6 separate regions of the Mus musculus genome follow, and all the other regions are linked to region 5. A link is a contact called in public Hi-C, HiChIP or PLAC-seq and promoter capture Hi-C data. All regions are on one chromosome and are shown on one strand. The core of a region is the stretch at or near the end of the contact, and the rest is flanking DNA. Distances in the headings are between cores, read along the strand shown. Region 1 holds the start of Copa (coatomer protein complex subunit alpha). Region 2 holds the start of Dusp12 (dual specificity phosphatase 12). Region 3 holds the start of Vangl2 (VANGL planar cell polarity 2). Region 4 holds the start of Kcnj10 (potassium inwardly-rectifying channel, subfamily J, member 10). Region 5 holds the start of Usf1 (upstream transcription factor 1). Region 6 holds the start of Igsf8 (immunoglobulin superfamily, member 8).

Region 1 (3,508 bases), core at 607-3,106, 670 kb before region 5:
GACTCATTTCAACTACTCAAATACCAGAGACTCGTTTGTGTTTGTTCTTTTTATTAAGTACATGCACAGGTGAGTTCAGGTGCCCACAGAGCCCAGAAGAGGGGTCAGGTCACCTGGAGCTGGAATTACAGGTGGATGTGAGCTGCTGAATGGGGAACCAAACTCATGTCCTCTGAACAGACAGTAAATCTTAATTGGGCCAACTCTTCAGCCCTAGAACCTTTTTTTTTAGAATAGGATCTCAGTGTGTCTCAGTGTAGCTTTGATTGGCCTGCCGCTCGATACGTTGACCAGGCTAGCCTCCAACTCACAGAGATCCACCTGCATCTGGCTCCTGAGTGCTGCAATTAAAGCCACCATGACTGGCACCACACATGATAATTCTTTTCTCTTCTTCTTTTTTTGCCATTTCGAGATAAGGTCTCTCTATGTAACCCTGGTGGTACTAAGAATTCTTACTGGCACCCTTTATAATCAAATTTCCCATGACACTTAGAAACTGCCCAGAATATAGCCTCCATTAAAGAACCTCCAGTTTCTGAATTACTAAGTCTTGCCAGGCACTATTATAAACACAGTTAATGTACTTTCTCATTTTAATTCTCTTTATAAGAAAGTGTTAACTATCCTTATTTTTAAAGATAAGAATATAGAGATTTAGAGATAGTAAGGAGACACCTTAAGGCGGCTTGTTAGTAGACGTTTCAGAATTCCTAAGCAAGTCTGACTGACTCCAATAAACAAATTCTGAACCACTTCACTATAATGCATATCATGAAATAGTCCAGATATATTTTTTATCAGATTTCCATAGACTTAATTTTTCTAATATCGACATTTTCAAAGAGTGTGATCTCAGGCCTTTGTCTTTCAAGACTTATCACCAAAAATTTAGCTGTTTACCTGGTATTCAAATCTAACACAAAGCATCTGTATTTCACCGGACAATCTTACCCAGGCTCGGGACCTGGTGGGGCAGTAGGCCTCCATTCTCTCACTCCAAATAGGCCAAAAATAAATAAATAAATAAATAGTCCAGCGGAAGCACTGGACATGGAAATGGAGCAGACGGGCTACTGGAGTAGCCAGTGACAGAAGCTGAGACTCAAACCCCAGAAACACTCCATACAACCTGGTTATCAGAAAGCATCCAAGTCATAAGGCCTTAAGAACAGAAAGGGCTGGCACACCCCCCCAGAAGAGGTGGCTGGAAGGAGTAGGGAGCCGGCCTAAGGTTAACGAGCCACGACACGATAAGTTCCAGGACATACGAAGCAGCACGGACTGCAGACTACTCCACTAACCCTAAGCCGCTCCCTCGGTTATTCCTCCGGGTTCTTCCAGGAGGCCCGACGCGGTCAGCGAGTCCTGCCTTAGTGACAGCACCACTACCCCCAACACCCAACCTCCGCTGTTCCCGTTTCTTCTCCACTACCTTTGACCCGCGCGCTCTTCGTCTCGAATTTGGTTAGCATCCTTCAGGCCTCGGGCTCCTAGGTCAGGTTAGCGGGTCCCGCCGCTCCCGGTGGCACTCCCAAGGCTTCCACGTCAGCTACTCCCGGGTCGCGGCTCCCGGAAGCTCCTCGGACAAGGACTTCCGGTCTCTGGAGCGCTGGGCCACAGAGACGATGCTAGCGGAAGCCTAGAGAGGCCGCTACGAGTCTGGAAGGGACCTGAGGCTTCCGCCCAGCGGAGAGGCAAGATGGCTACGACTAGGGGCGGCTCTGGGCCTGACCCAGGAAGTCGGGGTCTTCTTCTTCTGTCTTTTTCCGTGGTACTGGCAGGTGAGGTCACCCCACCCCGGAGCTCTGGTCTTTAAGAGGAGCCGTCCGGAACGGCCCATCGCTAGTGCAGGCAATGCCCTTCTGGTTCCGATTGCCCCTCTGTCCCCCGCCCTGGAAATCCTTCTTGTCTTTCGTTCCCATGACATAAGTTCCTCCTTTGCCTGGACCTGCATTTCCTTAGTTCTCTCCAGCCCTTTTCTGGGTTTCCAGCCTGATTCTCTTCAACCTTTCTCGCATGCCTCGTTCTCTGTTTAAAGCCCAGCCACCCCATCAGCCATCAAAAGGGACAGGTGTGAAAAGCTCAGCCCCCTTCCTCCGGTTTAGTATGTTTGAGATCAAAACAGTCTCGTTTCGTGGTCTTTGTGCGACGTTGAAAAAATGAGAGCCCCCGTTTCCTCCTGTTGGTTCTAGCCTAAATTTGTGTTCCTTGTTTTCTTAGCTTACTAAAGTGAGGCTAACGTTAGCTTAGCTGCTTTAAACTGTTAAGAGGGAAGTAATGATTCAAGGAATCTTAGACGTTTAATGTATATGAATATTTTCTTTTTTTCCAATCTAATGTCTATTTAGTGATCTTTAAATTATGAAGTACAATCAGTAACACACCTGTAATTATTTATAGTGTGTTCAACTAAGAGTTAAGCAAAGATATATATATATATCTTTCTAGGTAAGCCCTGAAATGCAGCCATTTCCTTGTATAGCCATGACTCCGTCTTTCTCAACATTCACATTGCTTTTGATTAGCTTCAAGGGAGGAACTGTAGCTGTCCCATACTCTAGGTGTGTGGGCAAATGGTCTGATATTTCATTAACTGACCAGGTGTGTGGCATAACGTTTCTTCTCCTAGGTCTGTTCAGATTCTTAGGTGGTTTTTGTTGTTAGTGCTTTTCTTTGTTTGGTTTTGGCAATCTATATTCTTAGACCAGAGCTCTTTTGATAACTAATTAGTAATGTACAGGCAAGCTAAAAGAAGCAGACTTGTTTAGCCCTGAAACTTGACGCCGGCACATCTGAAGTCAAAGACTTTTGACAATCACCTTTTAGCTTTATAATTAATCGATCATCATGGAGTCTAATAACTTTCTAAAATACACAGCTAGGTCCTCTTTACAATACTTATGTTCCAATAATGTGGCCAAGAAGTGAAAAGAATGATCATTAATCTTGTGTTAGACAGTATGATCGTGAATGCTTTACTGAAACCATGAATCGAGCTGATGATGATAGAGGCTAATACCAAATTATCTTTCACTTTTTCCTAATACTGTTTATCTTCTGATCAGGATTGTGTGGGGGAAACTCAGTGGAGAGGAAAATCTACATTCCCTTAAATAAAACAGCTCCTTGTGTCCGCCTGCTCAACGCCACTCATCAGATTGGCTGCCAGTGTAAGTTGGAATTGGAATTTGTATTTGTGGTCATTAATAATTCAGTTTGTATCCTGGATACTCAGAAATACTCATATCCTGCTTAGGAGTCTTGGCATTCAAATTACAGTGTATGTATAGAAGGTGATTATCATCTGTCAAACCAGGCAAGATAATTAATAAGAGCTGAAACTTAGTAAATGCTCTTTTAAAGTGTGCATTTTATTTTTGCCTCTGCAACAATCCTTGTTATTAACACTGTACAAATGATGAAACTAAAACTTGAGAAAAATGGATTAACTTTCCCAGCAGGATCATGCTAGTAAGAAATCAAACTAGGATCTTGTCTTTGTCAG
Region 2 (3,591 bases), core at 312-2,811, 530 kb after region 5:
AGTATCACCAGTTAATTGCTCTTAGATGGTAACCAGACCTTCTCCTACTCAGAGCACATTCCAAGAGGTTGTAAAACAATTAACCAAAGGTCATTAAAAGGCAACTAACAATTTATTGTAGGTGCTAGGACAGAAGATAAAATACCAACTGGGCTTATCTATACAAACCTTCACTTTATAACTTATGGATTTAAACCTTCAGTGAACCTGTGGAGCTGAGACAGGTGATCGATGTTTAGCTAGATAATCACTCCTAATGGATATGCATGTAAACATTCTCTGCTGTAAACTTCTATTTCAATTTATGATTTGATTTTTTGTGTGAACTTGTGATGAACTTGTAACATGTGATCATGTATTCTGGAAGACGTATAAGTACCAAGGACAAAGAGACACGAAAGAATCATAGAGAACTAAGATCAATGGAGAGCTAAGATCAATAGAGGAGACTTTTTTGCCTTTCCCCACTTAGACTAGATTCTTTTCCCTTTCCCCACTTAGAGAATTTTTCCCTTTACCCACTCAGGATCTTTCTGCTTTTCCCCTTAGATAGCTTTCATAGGAAACTTTTTACAACTTGGTAATAAACTCTATAATTATTTATCTAAGTGTCTTCTCTTCCTGAGACCGGACTAGCAGGCTGAAAGTTAGAGCCCAGCAGTTCCTGCTGAGATAGACATATCTATCTATCTCTCTTGTGGCTTGAAGAAGAGGTGCTAGTTGCCAGAAACTGTAGTTTCTGGCCTCAGAGGATCACAGAAGGCAGATCAGCTACAACAGCACGGTAACTTAGGCTTAGATAAGTAAACGCTTTATTATACAGCATCCCTAAATATCTCAACAAAGTCCTACCCTCCGCCTAAGCTCTTCCCTCTCTACCCCAAAAGCCTCAAGAAGAACATCCCACTCCAGAGCTGCCCCCATCTCTCCCTCTCCCTCCCTCCCTCACTTCTCTTTCTGCCGCCACCTCCCTCCCATCCCCCAATAAAATTCTTACACGTGGAACTGTTTGGGCCCAGTGTACTGTGTTCAGACTCGAGCCTCTATTTTAACACATCAGTTATCACAGCTAATATCCACATATAAGCTTATACATACCAGATTTGTCTTTCAGGGTCTGGGTTACCTCACTCAGAATGATTTTTTTTTCCCGAGTTTCATCCATTTATCTGCAAATTTTATTTTTTTTTTTTAAAATGGCTGAGTAATACCTTATTGTGTGAATGTACCACATTTTCTTTATTCAGTCTTCTGTTGTACATCTAGGTTGTTTCCAATTTCTGGCTATTATGAGGCATCAATAGGCAACATGGTTGGGCAAATGTCTCAAATGGTAGGAAGAGTGGCTTTGCTGGATCTTGAGATAGATTCCCATTTTCCTGAGGAACCTCCAAGCTGATTTCCATAGTGACTGTACAAGTTTGTGGTCCTACCAGCAACGGATGAATGGAGACTTTATTTTTCTGCCTTGGACTTTAGAAGGTTGGGTGGAAAAGCTGCTCTAAATGGAGCTTATTTAAGCACACAGCCCGAGCACGGCTCACATCACCTTCCCCAGAAGCAGTCATTTTCCCTATTGCCATGGTCCTCCCACGGCGCTGCTGAGCGGCTGGAGCTATTCCGACACAGGAGTCAGTCACTCTAGCCGGTGACTTGGTGGCGGGCAGCGGCTGCCTGGCTTCCTGGCTCTGCCATGTTGGAAGCGCAGGGTTCTAACCATGGCTGCGAGCGCCAGGCTCCGACTGCCAGTCCCGCCAGCTCGGCAGGGCACGCCGTGGAAGTGCGGCCCGGGCTGTATCTGGGTGGGGCAGCGGCAGTGGCGGAACCGGGCCATCTGAGGGAGGCGGGCATCACCGCCGTGCTGACGGTGGACTCTGAACCGGCTTTCCCGGCTGGGGCTGGGTTCGAAGGTCTCCGGAGCCTCTTCGTGCCGGCGCTGGACAAACCCGAGACCGACCTGCTCAGCCACCTGGATCGCTGCGTGGCCTTCATCGGCCAGGCTCGCTCCGAAGGCCGCGCGGTGTTGGTGCACTGGTGAGTGCCACGTGCAGGGGGGCGGTGCCTTGCACCGGGTCTCGCCTCTCTGCAGAGGCGCCCAAAAGTGGAGGTTCCAGGCTGTCAGAGCCAAGACCCTCGTTCCTCATCTTCCCTTGGGGTGTGTGGTTCCAATGAGGGTTCCAAAACCCGCCCTTGGTTAGTGTTTTGTTTGATTTCATCTTGCAGCAACTGTCTGTCTGTCTGTGCATCCATCTATCCGTCCATTCGTCCATCGTTCTATCTGCTTGTCTATATTTTGGGGGTTAGGTTAAAGTTTATCAGATTTGTAAGAGAAGTCAGACACTCAAGCCGGCGAATGTAATACAGGTCAGATGTATTGGGGTGAAAATACGTGATACTTCCTCGCCCTAAAGGCCACTGTGATTAACAAGGGAAAAACATGTGACTTTTTGTTTTTTGAGACTGGGTCTTACTGTATAGATCTGGCAGGCCTGGAACTCGCTATGTAGAGCAGGCTGGCTTCAAAAAGCACAGATGTCCACCTGCTTCTGTCCAGAGGGCTGCACACCTTGAGTGTGAAACCATGCTGGAGGATTTTTAATCAAAGTTATACGTGACGGGCAAGTTTAGAGAAACATTCACGGACCAAAGGAAAACTGTACTGACTGGTTTTGTGAGTCAACTTGATACAGGCTGGAGTTATCACAGAGAAAGGAGCTTCAGTTGGGGAAGTGCCTCCATGAGATCCAGCTGTGGGGCATTTTCTCAATTAGTGATCAAGGTCCCACCCACCTGGGCTGGTAGTCTTGGGTTCTATAAGAAAGCAAGCCAGGGAAAGCAAGCCAGTAAGGAACATCCCTCCATGGCCTCTGCATCAGCTCCTGCTTCCTGACCTGCTTGGGTTCCAGTCCCGACTTCCTTGGTGATGAACAGCAGCATGGAAGTGTAAGCTGAATAAACCCTTTCCTCCCCAACTTGCTTCTTGGTCATGATGTTTGTGCAGGAATAGAAACCCTGACTAAGACAAAAACGGTTCACATTCTTGGAATAATTAAGACTGGACAGTTGTATAGAAAAGTGATTGAGGCTGGGCGGTGGTGGCGCACGCCTTTAATCCCAGCACTGGGGAGGCAGAGGCAGAGGCAGGCGGACTTCTGAGTTCGAGGCCAGCCTGGTCTACAAAGTGAGTTCCAGGACAGCCAGGGCTATACAGAGAAACCCTGCCTCGGAAACAAAAACAAACCAAAAAACCAAAAATGAAATAAAATAAAAAATAAAGAAAGAAAAAAAAAAGAGGTTGGACAAGAGGAGTGTGACATAATGCTTAGCGAATGAGCCAGGAAAGTCAGCCTGACCTGTATTGAGCTGTTTCTTCTGGTGTATAGGCAAAGCCCTTTCTGGAATTATTGTCTTAGGATATATCAGACTAAATAGATCCGAGAATTGATTTGTCTTGCTAGCATGTTAGGCAAACATTCTGTTACTGTGGCGGCATAGCCCTAATCTTAAGAGAATGCCTTTGTGGCGGGTTCTTAGTAAGGTGGAGGAAAGTTAGAGTGATATTTTTCTCTCCATATTTTTGTTGTTTTTGTT
Region 3 (3,596 bases), core at 752-3,251, 620 kb before region 5:
GTCAGACACCTGTTTAAGGCAGTACTCTCCTTGCAGATGTAACTTCTCAATTACATCTGGTTCTGGGAGGAGAGGAAGAACTGAGTGTATTCCCGTTTCACACTTAACAGACATCAATCCTGAAGTCTCCCGTACGTACGTTCGTGACATCTTGACTTACATCTCAAACTTCAGCTGGGGCCCGCTCTACAAAGTCATTTGTAATTCTGACGTCAGAAACTCATTTCCAATTCTTTGGGGCCTGTCTCCGGGTCTGGGAAACAAGCTGGCAGAATGTGAATATAATTTACACTAAACATAAAAGAGATCCTGCCCGCAACGTAATGTGGCAGTTCTAACACTGTCAAGTTATAGACTAGTGCTCAACACTGGAGGTGTGCTTTGGACAGGTAAGGGGACTCTGAGGTCTTTCTGTCTCCTTTTACTGTCTTCCACTGTTCTGCTCTTTCCTTGCATTCCTGGTGTGGTTACAGGACCCCCAGAGCAGTCCAGTGCCTGGCACATGACAGACGTAGGTGAAGGAAGGTCATTGTGTTTGCAGAGACTGTGGTACTTGAAACTATGACTGTATTTCATTCACGTCGTCTTAACGCTAAGTTCTTTGCTAATATGCGGGAACAGTGGCTGGAGAGAAACAAGGGTTTGGGCAGAGCTGAAGGGAAGCAGCGTTTGTTTAGCTTCTTCACCTTTGAACAGCCATATGCGGACAAAGACAATCTGTCCTCATTTGGGGACTGGTTCGAATGTATAACAGAGATGTGCCTGAGTTTTAGGGAAGACTCCATTAGAGAAAGGAACAGAGACTGGGAGTCGCCTTCTCTGGGATTTCTTAATCACAGGGTTGGGAGGGGCAGGTATCAGAATTGGAAGGTGGAGATGGTGGGGGTGTGGAAACGTGTTCGAAGATGCTTTTGAAGCGGCACTGTTCTAGGTAAGTGGCAGGTTACAAGGTAAATAGTACTAGCAGCAATGTAATAATGTAATAATACTTTTGCTTTCATTCACTCCGAGGGCAACCTGGCCTTCCCACAGCTACTTTATGGTGGGCTCGTCCCTGTTGGGTTCCTAGGCACTTTAGCAACTCTAACTGGTTTGTTTCTTAGTGTGCTCTGAACTGGAAATGCCCTAAATGTGCCAGATATTTTATTCTAGCCTACATTCCCTGGGTCCTACCTGCAAAGCTAAATTAGCCAAAAGTTTTGGAGTTCCGCATCCACCCGGGTTTTTTTTTTTTTTTCCTCTCTCTCTAGGCTTCCTGGGAGAAGGCCCCCCTCTCCTCTGGTGCCCCAAGTCGCGGGCCCTCGTCTTCTCCCCCTCCCCCTCTCCCCTAGGGCAGGATTCCCTTTGTAATTAATCCCAACACTCAAACCAGAGGGGAGGAAAACGTGTTAATGAGTGAGCGTCCCAGTCTGACTAGGCGGTCTTCGCTCACAGCTAGAACACCGAGTAATTAAATTATTTTTGGAAGAAGGAGGGGTATGGTGTCAGGGAAATACCGTATACATGGGAGAGGGGCCTGTCTCTTGTCACTAATTAATATCAGGGATGACCCTTTTCGCAGTTCTAGGCCGGAGGGGACCAATCTTCCCCACGTCTCAGATTCCACTGGAGTTTGTGAGACCAGGTTTGTGGTTCTAAAGAAGAGAATATGGCCAACATCAGGGCCTAGGGGAAAGGTTTTCAATCGGGGGTCGAAGAAGACAGCTCCAAGAGGGGCTGCGGGCTGGACCAAAGCCAAGAGCCGAGGCAGCTTCGAGCACACCTTCCTGGCCAGGTCTGGAAGCCAGGAGCGGATTCCCAGGATCCAGAGGGCGCAGGGCATGGCCAGGCGCAGGGCTGGGGGTGCCGCGACTCGGGGAAGAGCCGGGCCGCAGACAATGGACGCAGCAGCGGGAGGGGCGGCGGCTGCGGGAACAGCCGGGAGGCGGCACCTGGGAGCTCTCTCCCCGCCCCCTGCCCCCTTCTGGTCCCCTCCCCCTCTGGTCCCCTCCCCCTCCGCCGCCGGCTCCAGATCTGATTCCTGATCCCCGATTGCTTGGTTCTGGGTCCCGCCATGGGAGCCTGAGTGCCCTGCAGTCCCCTCCGGCCCCCTGCCCCCGGGGCCTCGAGGGGGAAACAGGCGAGTGGTCTGGGACGGAGCCGGGGTGAGCGACCTCAGGAGCCCCCCTCGTCAACCCCCATCGCCCGCGCTGCCGGTTCTGGAGCGCGGAGTTCGGAAAGACCGGGTGCGCTGCGGATACAAAGGCGCGGAGCGGAGTGGGGCGTGCGCCCAGTCCACCGGGCTGTTCGCAGTGGCGGGTGAGTGGCGGGCCGCGGGGGCGCGGGCAAAGTTTGCGGAAAAAAAAAAGGAAAGAAAGAAAGAAAGCAACAGAAAAAAGAAGGAAACCATGCAAAAGACCAGGGAGCGCCCGGCCCTGGAGAAAGCAGGATGGCTTCTGGGGGAAGGGGGGCTTGAGGCACCCCCTTCCGGTCTGTCCTCCACTGCACAGCGGAGTAACCCCAACTTTGGGGAGGGGAAGGGGCGTATGGGGAAGGGGCGGAGCCCAGGCCTTAAGAGCCGGGGACTTTCCTGGGCCGGGGGGCCCAGGGCGGGCGCCTGAACGATCCCAAGGGAACCCATTGAAGCCGGGGATTGGGTAGCGTGTGTTGGAGGTGGTGGGAGAGGCCGTGGAAGGATCGGAGGCTGGAGGTATTGGAAGCTGAAGGTATGTAGGGATGCATACACACCTTTGGAGTGTGGGGAGGAAGGGGCAGGTATGTGTTTAGGGGGTAGAGTGGATCCTTGAGAGATGGCCCCGCACAGCAGTGTGTGTGTGTAGCCCAAGGATGGGACTTGCGGCGATACTGGTGAATGTGTGTTGGGGTGTGTGTGGGGAACCAACGACATCATATTTGTCCCTTGTCCTATTTACTCATCGAAGGTCCTAAGCACTGCATTAGTGAGTTTTAAAGGGTTGGTTGGGGGATCAGTATGCATGATTCTTTGTTTTGTGTGTGTATGTGTGTGTGTGTGTGTGTGTGTGTGTGTGTGTGTGTGTGCATATACGCTTTGACGTACTGCGTGTTCCTGCAGGTGGGCCCTGGGTTTGGATGTGTAGATGTTTCTCTCTCTCTCTCTCTCTCTCTCTCTCTCTCTCTCTCTCTCTCTCTCTCTGTGTGTGTGTGAGAGAGAGAGAGAGAGAGAGAGAGCTGACCACACACATCTGCTGTGTATTTGGGTATGTATTTGTGTGTATACTCAAGGGAAGGGGTGTGTGTCTGTGTGTGTATGTGCTGAGAGAGGGGCTTATGGGAAAGAGATGGGCAGGTATTAGAGAAGGTGGGTTTATAAAAGCTGAATGGGTGGTAGGCATATATGGGGTAGGTGTGTATGCACCTGTGTGGTGGGAAGGGGTGTGAGTGTGTGTGTGTGAATCTGTGCTCTTGTGAGTAACCTGTACTGATGGATAGCTGTGGATATGTGCTCGTCTTTGCTAGTGTGTATTTTGAGTGTGTATTGGGGGTACCTCTTGTCTCTGCAGGCAGATTTTCCTGGCAGAAAGCCCACAGGGAAGGCTGTCTGCAGGATTTGAATGGCCCTGCCTAGATTCAAGGGT
Region 4 (3,779 bases), core at 760-3,259, 930 kb before region 5:
GAGATGCTATCCATGCCCCCAAGGCAAGGGAAATCAGTTGGATCCTGCTTTAGAGCTACACAAGGAATGGGCCCATCGCCCCCCCCATCACCCCCAGCCAGTGGAGTCATTGCCATCTGATATCCACTGAGACAACTTGGCTGCTCTGGGCTCTGGCTGGGGGCTGGGGGGATGGCTCAGAAAACAGCAGGTCCTTTCAGGACCCAGGTTGGCAAGGGCTTTGGGAGGCTGGACTGGCCCAGATCACCCCCTAACCCCCCCTCCTTTCTTTCCTCCCTTGCCACCAACACTAAAGACCGGGAGGGTGGTGAAGGGGTTGGCACCGCCTGGGTCAAGCCTACTGCCTCTGCAGTCCAGCCCTGGACCCTCTCCCTGGCACAGTGCCTTCCCTGCCCCCTCTTCCCCTTTTCCTCCTCCCTGAAGAACCAGCTAGGAGCCAGGACACCTGGTTCCTTCTAGACTTGGTCCCCATACTCAGTCTACCCCCCCGGGGACCTGACAAACCCTGCACTTTGGCAGAGGCTAGAATCTCCATCATTCCAGGAACATATTCAAAACTCCTTGGAGATCAGGGAAAAGTGTTCAAGATGAAACTCGATTGAGCTCATGGTAACTGCCGGCTCATGGCGCCAGTCTCTCCATGCCCACTCTGTGCCTTCCATGTAACCCCAAACAGGAGGCTCCCAAGGCGTCTTTTACCATCTCCTGTCCTCTTGGACTACCTAAAGCCGCCTGTCCCATAGGGAGAAAAACATTTCAAACACCACAGCAAGGGCTCTCTGGCCAGAAACCTCTCATCAGAATTTGTATCGATACGCAACCTAAGCAGGCTTTAAGCTTTGCCTTCCCTTGGATCCAAATCTGTCTTTATTTCTGTGCACCCTCGCCTCTCTCCGTCAGCCTCAGTCTGCCCAGGGCACTTCAGTTACTGAAATGAAATCCCGAGATACCAGAAGTCCTACCCCTAAATTTTTTCTTTCCCAGGTTTGTCCTTCTGGCCATTCTGGGCCTCGGGTCTCCTCCCTAGAATCAGTTCCATCCTAACATGACTGCCCTTGGTCAGTCCCTGATGGGGCAAGACAGAGAGTGGGAGAGGGGATCCCTAAAGGATGAATTCATAGGCACTAATCTACCCTGCTCCAGAAGAAACATCTTCTTCTGAGATTGTCCTTGTGAGGCAATTTCAAGGATTGAGGGATGTCGGTAGGGAGGGGGTCTCAAAGTGGGAACCCAGAAGGAAATGAAGAGGGTCCCAGGCACATCAGGGTGACTGCGTCTTCTAATCTAGTGCTTGTCTTTCTCCCCATGTGTAAACAAACTGGTGCTCAGAAGACCGTCAATGAGTGTCACTGTGTGAATGTCACTGCAAGGGGGAAGGGCTGGAATCAGGAGTAACTTATCTCTACTGGGAGCAAGGGGCAGTGTCTCTATTCCTGTGTGGGTGGGTGCAGGCTTATGTGTGGTAATTAATTACTCTAGTAACCGGATGAGCCCCATGCAACTGCAGGTCTGCCAAGTGTCATGAGGAGGGGATATCATGGAAGCCCCTTTCTTAGATGGAAGACCCGAGGTGAATAACCTGAGTAAAGTACTCTTGATGAGGGGCCCTTCCCAGGAAAGTCCACTTGGAACTGCCAAGACTGAAGGAGGGAGACCCGGATTGTACTGATAGGGTACAACCAGCTTCCGTAGGGACCAAAGGGTTAGGGGGATCCGATGGATAAGTGGATAGGACCCAGCACTCCTTTATCAGGGCCAGAGTCTTACCTTGGCTCGAAGGTGAAGTGGCTGCTCTGATAAATCGCGGGGCAGCGGGACAGATGAACAGACGGGGCGGGCAGGAGCGGCGAGCGGAGCTGTGCGACAGGCAGGGCCAAGACTCTTAAACCCGGAGCTGGAATCAGATAAGGGTTTGTCCGGGGGCCGGGGCCGGGGTCGGGCCGGCCGGGGGCAGAGTTGGGCCGGGCCGGGCCGCCCCCTCCCTCTGCAGTGCCGAAGCCAAACTTTGTGTGAATGGAGGGGCCCGGCGGGGGTCGGGAGGGCGGAGGCAGAGGGGGGAGCTTGGAGCCGGCCAATGGCAGATCGGAGCGCCAGATCAGCGCCTGGGGATTGGAGAGATTTGGGCAAGGCAAGGGGCGGGGCTTAGGGGATAGGAAGCGCAAACCCAGACGGACTAGGGTGCAGAAACACTCGAAGAACAGAGACCCAGACAGAGTCCCGGAGAAAGAGAGATGAAGAGACGATACGCGTAGCGATAGAAGCCGAGCTGGCAAGATGACAGGGGGGAAGAGAAAGAAGAAAAGTGAGGCGGCCGTGTCAGAATGGAGGAACCAGGACGAGGGCCGCGGGGGCGGGACTGGGCCCCAGTTAATGAGGTGGAAATGAATTCAGGACGGGCTGCGACTGGGACCGAGACTGTGGCAGACTTGGCCTGGGTTCCTGGGGCTACAGGGCTCTGGCATCCTGTACAATTTCCAAGTTATTCGCTGTTCCCTGTGTAGAGAGTGCGGCGTGGGGTGCAAAAGAGGACCAAACATCATCTCCATCTGCAGCAACTTCTCCTGCAAGGAAAAATAAGCCGCAGTACGGTGCAAAGTGTGGGAGACATCCAAAGCTGTGGAAGAAGAAGGAAGGGTCACTATTTAGGGGGTTCCCCACAAATGTTCGAGGAAAGAGATAACGTCTACGTAGGTTCTAGGAATGCAGGAGGCCCAGGTCCAAGGAGATGGCAGAAAGAATACTGATGACAGAGGAACTGCCATTGTGAAGTCCTGTGGGAACACAGACACATCAGCTTAGGAAATAGCGTCAAACTCTTCCCATCCACTATGTACTCTCATTATCTGATCTGTTTTGAGTGATTTGTACCCTCTATCTGATGCATGGCATACACTAAAGAAGAAAATAAAGACGTCCCACTTTTATTCATAACAGACATTGAACTACATATCAATAGACTGCTTTACTTACTGTGTTAATATAAATTCAGGATTGAAAGCAGGGAAACTATATATATTTTAGTTTAGCTTAAAACTCTCAAAATGCATAAGATGAAGAATACATGTGCCTTTTGAAAAGGCCTCTTTGGGGCTGAGGGTGTTGTAGCTGAGAGGTAGAATGCTTGTCTTGGGTTCCATTCATCACCAGCACAGAAAGAAGAATGGGAGGGGGGAGGAGGGAGGGAGAAAGAGAGGGAGGGAGAGAAGAAGGGAGGAAGGAAAGGAAGGAAGGAAGGAAGGAAGGAAGGAAGGAAGGAAGGAAGGAAGGAAGGAAGGAAGGAAGGAAGGAAGGAAGGAAGAAGGAGAGAGGGAGAAAGGGAAAAACAGAGAAGTAGGCAAGGAACTACTTGAACAAGGAGAGGGCTGGCTAAAGGTTAGTTCTTAGAATCCAGGCTTGTTCAAGAAGGATGGAAGACCCAGACTAAATATATGATTGGTTGGTTGGCACATGAAGTATAGCCCGAAATGACTATCGGTAATGGAAAGCAACTGCAAGTTTTGGGGCAGTGAAGATTAAAAAAAAAAAATACAGAAAGAAGCTGGAGGGGATTAATATGGAAGTGAGCAAGATGGTTTGAGTGTGAGTGGAAACAGGAAGCAATTAGATTAGATTGGGAGCAATAGCAATAGTGTGGGCATGAAGAGACCTGGACCAGGGTACCAAAAACCAAAAGAAAAAAAAAAAAAACTCCAAAGGACCAACTTGGCCTGGTGAGCAAAGAGAAAGTCTTCGGCGATCACACTGGTTCCAGACCCTACAGCATACTAGGAGAACTAAGA
Region 5 (3,668 bases), core at 549-3,048:
GAAATCTGAAGCTGGGAGGTGGTGATGCCAGCCTTTGATCCCAGCACTAAGAAGGCAGAGGCAGGCAGATCTCTGAGTTCAATGCCAGCTTGGTCTACAGAGTGAGTTCCAGGACAGCCAAGGTTATGTATAGAGAGGTCCTGTTTCAAAATCAAATAAGAATAACAAAAAACAAATTCCAGTCCTCAAATCTAAGAAGAGGAAAACTGAAACCTTTTTTGCTATTGGGAAACCATCACTAAGCATAAAACCCAGGTTTGGCTCTTGGATACTACTCCGCTGTCGGGGCTCTTGTTTTGAGAGAGTCCAGATTTACAGCATCTGTTACAAACACCAGTGCCCAAGTGCATCATGTTCAAGGCTTCTTTATTTTATCCAGCAAGGCTTCCTGTAGAGCAACATAGTTGCTAAAATGTTGCCATGACAACTCCAAATCAACTAAGCCTCAGGAGGAGGGGGGGAAAGAAAACCTCCAGGCTCAGGGTTCTGCAGGAGAAAAGACAAAGGGGGAGGAATCCATCTACAATGTTCCTGCCTTAGGACTTTTGACAACCAGCCAGAGAACGGGAAAAAACAAAGAACTGTACAGACAGATGCCACCAGAAAGAAACAGCTGCATAGGACAAAGCAATAAAATAATCTCAACAAGAAAGGACAAGATTTTTTTTAAACACTCTACCCGCAAGATCTTCCAAACCTTTCTAATCAAAGAAAAACCTTAGTTTAGCGGATAATGCGCCTCGGAAAGACCGTGTGCAAAGAAGAACGTTAACAACAATAACAAAAGGGAACTGAAAGTGAAACTGTCCGTAGAAAGTAAGGCTGCAAAGGGAGGCAGCGTCCGGATGTACGGACCACCTAGGGGGTCTCCATCCTCAAACAGGAGGAAGAGCTCCTCCTGAAGCTCCTGGCACGGCCTGCAGGAGGAGGCTATGAAAGAGACTGCAAGGCGCACGAGACAACCGTATAGCCAACAGCTGTCAGCGCAACTTCTGAGGCTACCCAGAAACGGCGGTAGGCTCCTTACTCAAACCTTGGTTGTATATCCGGAAGCATCCTGAGCATTAATAATACGTGATACGGAAATCAGCCTAGGATTTTGTGGTTTTGCATGCTCAAAAGGAGAGCCCAGCAAACGTCCTCACCAAGCACAGACGCAAAGGCAGAAATTTAAAAAACAAAACACCCCCCACCACCACCCACACACAAAAACCAGATCAAGTTCCCAAAGACTTCAAGCGCCCGGACCTTGCCCGAGAACGACGCGTCTCCCTGCAGGCCCACCGACTAGTAGTAGGCGCTTGGGGACCTGAGTACCCGGCAGGCGCGAGCCCCGCAGCCCGCGCGGTGACCCCGCCGGTCCCAGCCCAGCTCGCCTGCGCCCCAGCTGCTCCGCGGAGGAGAGACGGGGAAAGGACGCCGGGGACCTTCCCGGGCCTGCGGCTCGAAGCTGGATACCCACCGCAGGCGGCTGGGACGTGTGCACACCGGGGCGGGGAGCGAGCTCGGCCCACAAAGCAGGAGAGAAAGAGCCGGGCACGGCCCCCTCCCCCAAAACAAAGGCTCCGTGCCCAGGCGTGGCCTGGCCTGGGAAACGCCAGCCAAAGCAAAGGTGCCCCGCCATGCCGATCCACCGGCGTCCGGACTCCGGCCGGCTCCGACGCACTCACCGGGCCAGGCCGCTTCAGTCGCCGATTTCCCCCGGCAGCCTTCTCCGTCTTTGGATCTAGGTCTCTCCATAGACAGCTGCTCATGCGCAGTCCCAGCCTGCGGCCATGTTGGTGAGGGGCGGAAGTGTGCCCTCGACCCGCCCAGCCGACGGACGGCCCCCCGAGCTGCCACACTTCCGCTCGCTTCAAATCTGATGCCCGCTAGAGCGGATGTGGGTACGTGAGTGGTCGCAGGCTCTGAAGGGAAACAGACGGTATCCTTGGGGACCTCGCTAGAGGCCTTTGTTTTCAGTAAGAACCAGGAAAAAAAAAACCCGACTAAATTGTACTTCCATCCTTGTGGTAGGCGGAGCCCTTTTACTTCCAGTAAAAGGAAGTAGAGGGTGGAACGGCAATCTTAGGCGCCATCTTTCATAAGGGCAATGTGGGACGCCATCTTGGATCAGGGCATCACTTTGAGGGGGTTCCAAGTGGACTTTGGGACATTTCTGAGTGTACGTGGATCTGGGTATATACCTTTGTATTAACGTCAGCAATACTCCAAAGACCTCATAGCTTTTCCTCAGGCTCTTAAATACGTGTGGGGACGAGTTTGATTACCATTTTCTTCATTCTGGGTGTACCCAGAGTGATTTTGGAATAGTGAAGTATAATAGCAATAGCTAGAATTCAGATTCTGAAGCCATTCAGACTCTGAACTGACACTTTTTTTTTTTTTTTTTTTTTTTTGCGATAGGGTATTTCTATGTAGTCCTACATAAACTATGCTGGACTCGAATACACATAGATCTCTCCACTCCCAAGTGCTAGGATTAAAGACAGCCACCACACCTAGAAACTAACACTTCTTAACTCTGAGGTTTTTGATGGGCATTTTTACTTAACTACAGCTCAATTTCTTTGTAAAACGGAAATACCAATACCAACTTCACATCAAGTGGATTAAATAAATTCAAGAGCAAAGTTTTTATGCACACAAATCTGGCCCAATTCCTGGCATTAGATGAACATTATGTAAATACAGGTTTCTCTTCCTCATTTCTTGACCACCATGAACCCAGTTCTACTTTCTAGCTACAGTTTCCCATGACAACTGAGGAAGAATATCTAAATAAGAAAAAACAAGATATATACATTTTGGCAACTTTGGAATGTGATACCATTCACCCAAAACTTTAATAAGACAAAGTACATACACTGTTTAAATGTTAAAAAAAAAATTCAGCTTTTATTATCAAATACCCACCATTGCTAAATGGTGGCCTGTAGCCCCAGCCTGTGCAGAGACAGTGCTAGAGCCAAATTGAGTGACATTCCCTCTACTTTTCTTTTCCTTTTTCTTTTCTTTCTTTATTTATTTTATGTATATGAATGAGTACACCATTGCTCTCTTCAGACTCACCCGTAGAAGGCATCAAATTCCGTTACAGATGGTTGTGAGCCATCATGTGATTGCTAGGAATTGAACTCAGGACCTCTGGAAGAACAGTAGGTGCTCTTAACCTCTGAGCTATCTCTTCAGCCCAACATTCCCTTTTCCTAAAATGGGAGGACCTCTTCTGCAAAATAATTGAAGGTAGAGGATGCCACCCATTTCCTTCAGCAAACACTGAGGACTTTAAAGAGCTTCTTGGATGTTTCTCCTACTCTGAAACTAAAGAGGGTCAGAAGACAGCCAAAAATCTAGGAACAAATCAGGGGTGAGCTATTCTATATCTGGTCCTATATCTCCCACATCTACAGTAGGCTTCTGTGAAGAGATATTCACAGCTCAGAATAGGGCAAAAGTTTGGCTGAAATTCCCCCACTGTATTTAAATTTAAGAAAAAAAAAAGCTTTTACCTACCCTATGTTTTTGTTAACTCCCTGGAAACAAGATTGTTCTATGTTTCTTAAGACTCTGCTAAGACATAAGTGGCTTTGTGTCTAACACAAACATAAGTAAATCCACCAAGTCTGTACCTCTCATGGTCAAAACAAGAAGCTGGAGGACCCAAG
Region 6 (3,441 bases), core at 125-2,624, 900 kb before region 5:
GCAATCGCTAGGCAACCAAGCCCCACAGCTCCTTCAACTCCCTACATCACTCTGCCTCCCGCCTTGTTCCCAAAGGAGTTTTCATCCTGGCCCCAAGAAGCCCAAGGAACCATTCTGTACAACACTGCGCAGTTCTGGTATAAACCAGAGAAGGAGGTTGGGGTGCCCCACTATAGTATCTTCTCCATATGCATAACACACACACACACACACACACACACACACACACACACACACGTTCCTTTCAAGGGCTTCAGTCTCCTGGCAACTGCTCCATGCCATATCTTTCCCAGAACACCTCCTACAGGGAGCCCTCCAAGTCAGACCCCAAACATGGTAATGTTAGCAACCTCCACAGGCCTCAACACACACACACTCACACTCACACACACACACCAGACATGACGCAAGGTTGGCCCAGAAAACACACCATCATAAACACCCACCAGGACAGACACTGGGTGCTTAGAGATCCCAGGTTCAGTTTCCATGGAGCCTGGTTTCTCCTGAGGCAGGGATGTTGGGACCAACTGAGTCTGACAACCAGGCAAATATCTGGGAGCGTGGAAGAAGGGCAAAGAGGGAACTGGCCCAGGGTGGAGACACGTGAGGGAAGAAGCCTCAGATGGTGACATGTTATATTGGGAGGTGGGGGTGTTGGGGAGACTTTTTTCAGAGATCGTGGTCAGAATCAGCCCCTGGGCCTCCAGCCAACTCTAGGCAATTATGAAGACCGCCAGGCACTGCCCACGCAGAGCAAACACCCAAAACCAGGCCTTGAGCCGAGAGTGGGGCAGAAGGTTGTCACGGTATTTGGTAGCAACGACCCCAGACGCTGGGTGTAACCGATGAGAAGTGGTGCCTGCCTCCGGAGGCCCGATGGTGTCTCAGGGGATACCTCAGTAGGTCGCCCATATGCCCCAGCTAGGAACCTAGAGCGAGGACACCACCACCCTCCCCATAACTGATTGGGCAGACAGGCGCAAAAGGAAGCGAGACGCCGAGCCCAGAGACAGTGGAGGCACGTCTGTTGGAGAAGTAGGGATGCAACCAGCTCTGAAATGCTAGGAAGGTGGGCTGGTGGGCTGCACGGTGTTAGGCACCTACCCGGCCGGGACAGGGACGCGGCGACCACCACCTGGCTTACCAAGTATTAGCAGCAGCAGCAGGAGCGAACTCAGCGGCGTGGGGCTAGGGACGCCCATTCTGCGTAGGCGGCTCTGAGGAGACTCCTGGGGGCGGCGTGGGCTCTGGGGGGCCAGGGCCGCGGGGGGCGCATGCCCAGGTGGGGGGCAGAAAGCGGAGCAGTGAAGCGTGGGTGCGCAGAGCCCAGCCGAGCGGGAGCCGCCAACTCCCCGCCCTCCACCCTTCTTCCCCTCCTCCCGCCGCTCTTCCCGCCCTCCGCAGCTCGGGAGACCAGTCCCAGCCGCGCCCCGCTGCCCGGCCCCGCCCCCGCCTCGCCCCGCCCCAGGCCGTCGCCTGGGCCAGACTTCGACCCTGATGGTGGCTCCGCCTCTGGCCTCAGGCTGGGCGAACTGGCGGCACCTGGGCTCCTCTACCCCCATTTCCTCGCTCAGAGGGCACCCCGCCCTGCACCTGCCAGCCTTCCAGGGAGAATGGGGTGCTTGCAGGGCCTCTGGGGATGCATGATGGGGTGACTGTGGTTACGCACTCAGAATCCAATTGGGTGATGTGGGCCACTGAGTCTTGGCAGCAAACCCTGCTGATTTATGTAGGCATGGCCTGACCCACGGTTTCCTGGACGTGAAGCGGACCCAAAGGGGCTTCAGAGTCCTGGAAGATCGCTGGAAATCTGTTCTAATACCCGGTCAGAATGCAAAGCGAAAGGGAAGTGGGTTAGCGGTCCAGACTTCCTAGCTGGAAGATCCTTGTTCAGCTCAATGCTTTCAAGCTCACTTCCCCCCCCCCCCCCGCCACGTACGGAACAGAGATTGTAAACACTCGAGGAGTTACGGCGATTATTAGCTGAGATCATGCACATACGTTTCATGCACACGGTAACTATGGGGGTGTTTTGTTTTTGCGTTAAACTGCTTTCTACCAATTGGAGTCTCCAACGAGAGGACGTAACACACCTCTTTGCTGGGGAAGGTGGAGCTAGCCTGGAGGTAGGAAAAAGGAAGAGAAACCTCTTCCCAAAGCCATGTCTCCAACTGTGAAAAAGGCGGAGAGTAGGGTGGGGCCAGGATGGGAAGAAGGGGCGGCTCAGCCTGCAAAACCAGGGCGCGGAAGTGCCCATTAGGGGGAAGTGGCCTAGAACACGTCTAGATCTTCACCTCCATTCCCTACTTGTCCCCTTCACCCCTGCTCCCTCGCTTACTGCTTCCTATTGAGAAAACTGAGGCACAGACAGGAAAAGAGATCCGGGCCAGCGGTGACTTCCTCTTCTCAGAAGTCGTATTCGTGGGGCTGCCAGTGGAAGCCACATTCAGCAACCACAGAGAAACACTGATAGGGAATCTATAGGGAAGTCAGAACTCCAACCCTGGTCGCCCAAGACTGCCTAGCAAGAGGCTAAGGGACCTGCTCCTTGTCACCTGGATATATCCCAAGCCTGGTTTCTTCACACTGTTTCTCTAGAAGCCATGTTGAGCCATGTGAAAACTGCAAGCTACCGGGAGACTTTGGGAGAAAGCATTCTCCCTTTAGCTGGAGGTTGAGTGGATTGAATGACTTTCTGGTACCGGTTTGAAAGTCGGTCATCATCATCATCATCACCATCACCATCACAACATCATGATTATCATCATCATAGCCATTTATGGGATGGTTTCACAATAACACCGCCACCACCTGAAGATATCCTTTCTAAACTTTACAGGTTATTTTACAAGCAAAGTCATTTAACACAAGAGAGACCTGGCCTTTTAAAATAGTTATGTGTCTTGCCCAAGGCCACACAGATTTTAAGGTAACTAAAGTGTTACTTTAAAGCTCAGGTCTGGTGTGCACACCCTAGCACGCAGGAGGCAGAGGCAGATGGATCTCTGTGACTTCCAGGCCAGCCAAAACCACATATATCCTGTCTCAAAACAAACAAAAGAGCAAAACAAAACAAATCCACAAAACCTCAAGTCTGACGGTTCCCATCTTTTCTTGTACTCCACTGTTCACTCTGTTAAGGGCGAAAACTCATTCATGTTGCAGGGTACTGAGCGGGCCAGACCTTGTACTGGATTTTAGTAGTGCCCTAGTCAGCAAGGCTTTCAAGGTCCCCAACTCTCAGGGATATCCTGCGTGTTTTGAATAAACAAGTTAACAGTCAGCACTCGGTATAAGCATATGGGATGGAGTAGGAGGAGCTCTCTTCCAGGAGATTACCTTGTAGCTTGGGACAAAGGGACTCCCGTGCCAGTACACAGGGGTTAGGGGCTGGGCTAGGAGAACGTTTACACACCCCTCCCAAAACTGTGCAGTCCA

What was found. Promoter capture Hi-C pulls out the DNA fragments that hold promoters and counts their contacts. A called contact is a pair of places that touch in the nucleus more often than the background predicts. HiChIP or PLAC-seq counts read pairs in DNA pulled down with a chosen protein or histone mark.
Region 1: a Hi-C map of cerebral cortex shows a contact between it and region 5, with 4 times the contacts expected there. The contact joins the promoter of Copa here to the promoter of Usf1 in region 5. A contact is called at or near these places in 1 of 39 promoter capture datasets (hippocampal neurons), 1 of 484 Hi-C or Micro-C datasets (cerebral cortex), 3 of 115 datasets of contacts at active chromatin or transcription factors (embryonic limb bud, memory CD8 T cells and stem cell-derived neural progenitor cells) and 2 of 9 other capture datasets (liver and pancreatic islet).
Region 2: a contact with region 5 is called in a promoter capture Hi-C map of liver, with 2.8 times the contacts expected there. The contact joins the promoter of Dusp12 here to the promoter of Usf1 in region 5. A contact is called at or near these places in 3 of 39 promoter capture datasets (the HPC-7 cell line and liver) and 1 of 9 other capture datasets (liver).
Region 3: a promoter capture Hi-C map of pre-B cells shows a contact between it and region 5, with 2.4 times the contacts expected there. The contact joins the promoter of Vangl2 here to the promoter of Usf1 in region 5. A contact is called at or near these places in 2 of 39 promoter capture datasets (hippocampal neurons and pre-B cells), 1 of 484 Hi-C or Micro-C datasets (embryonic stem cells) and 2 of 115 datasets of contacts at active chromatin or transcription factors (embryonic forebrain and forebrain).
Region 4: a contact with region 5 is called in an H3K27ac HiChIP or PLAC-seq map of large pre-B cells, with 2.1 times the contacts expected there. The contact joins the promoter of Kcnj10 here to the promoter of Usf1 in region 5. A contact is called at or near these places in 1 of 39 promoter capture datasets (liver) and 1 of 115 datasets of contacts at active chromatin or transcription factors (large pre-B cells).
Region 6: an H3K4me3 HiChIP or PLAC-seq map of pro-B cells shows a contact between it and region 5, with 3 times the contacts expected there. The contact joins the promoter of Igsf8 here to the promoter of Usf1 in region 5. A contact is called at or near these places in 1 of 39 promoter capture datasets (pre-B cells), 2 of 484 Hi-C or Micro-C datasets (CD4 T cells and muscle stem cells) and 3 of 115 datasets of contacts at active chromatin or transcription factors (SST interneurons, pancreatic cancer cells and pro-B cells).

What each region holds. Positions count from the first base shown.
Region 1 is chr1:172,080,877-172,084,384 of GRCm38.p6, reverse strand. Copa (coatomer protein complex subunit alpha) reads right to left here and starts at 1,856. Exons shown (of 33, transcript NM_009938.4): 1 at 1,436-1,856. The coding sequence starts at 1,475. It overlaps Ncstn (nicastrin), which reads left to right and starts at 1,636. Exons shown (of 17, transcript NM_021607.3): 1 at 1,636-1,784; 2 at 3,069-3,173. The coding sequence starts at 1,703.
Region 2 is chr1:170,883,510-170,887,100 of GRCm38.p6, reverse strand. It overlaps Dusp12 (dual specificity phosphatase 12), which reads left to right and starts at 1,561. Exons shown (of 6, transcript NM_023173.2): 1 at 1,561-2,034. The coding sequence starts at 1,694.
Region 3 is chr1:172,025,700-172,029,295 of GRCm38.p6, reverse strand. Vangl2 (VANGL planar cell polarity 2) reads left to right here and starts at 2,001. Exons shown (of 8, transcript NM_033509.4): 1 at 2,001-2,298.
Region 4 is chr1:172,339,440-172,343,218 of GRCm38.p6, reverse strand. Kcnj10 (potassium inwardly-rectifying channel, subfamily J, member 10) reads right to left here and starts at 2,009. Exons shown (of 2, transcript NM_001039484.1): 1 at 1,768-2,009.
Region 5 is chr1:171,409,443-171,413,110 of GRCm38.p6, reverse strand. Usf1 (upstream transcription factor 1) reads right to left here and starts at 1,798. Exons shown (of 10, transcript NM_001305676.1): 1 at 1,671-1,798. It overlaps Arhgap30 (Rho GTPase activating protein 30), which reads right to left. Exons shown (of 12, transcript NM_001005508.2): 12 at 2,871-3,668.
Region 6 is chr1:172,310,300-172,313,740 of GRCm38.p6, reverse strand. It overlaps Igsf8 (immunoglobulin superfamily, member 8), which reads right to left and starts at 1,374. Exons shown (of 7, transcript NM_080419.2): 1 at 1,148-1,374. The coding sequence starts at 1,205.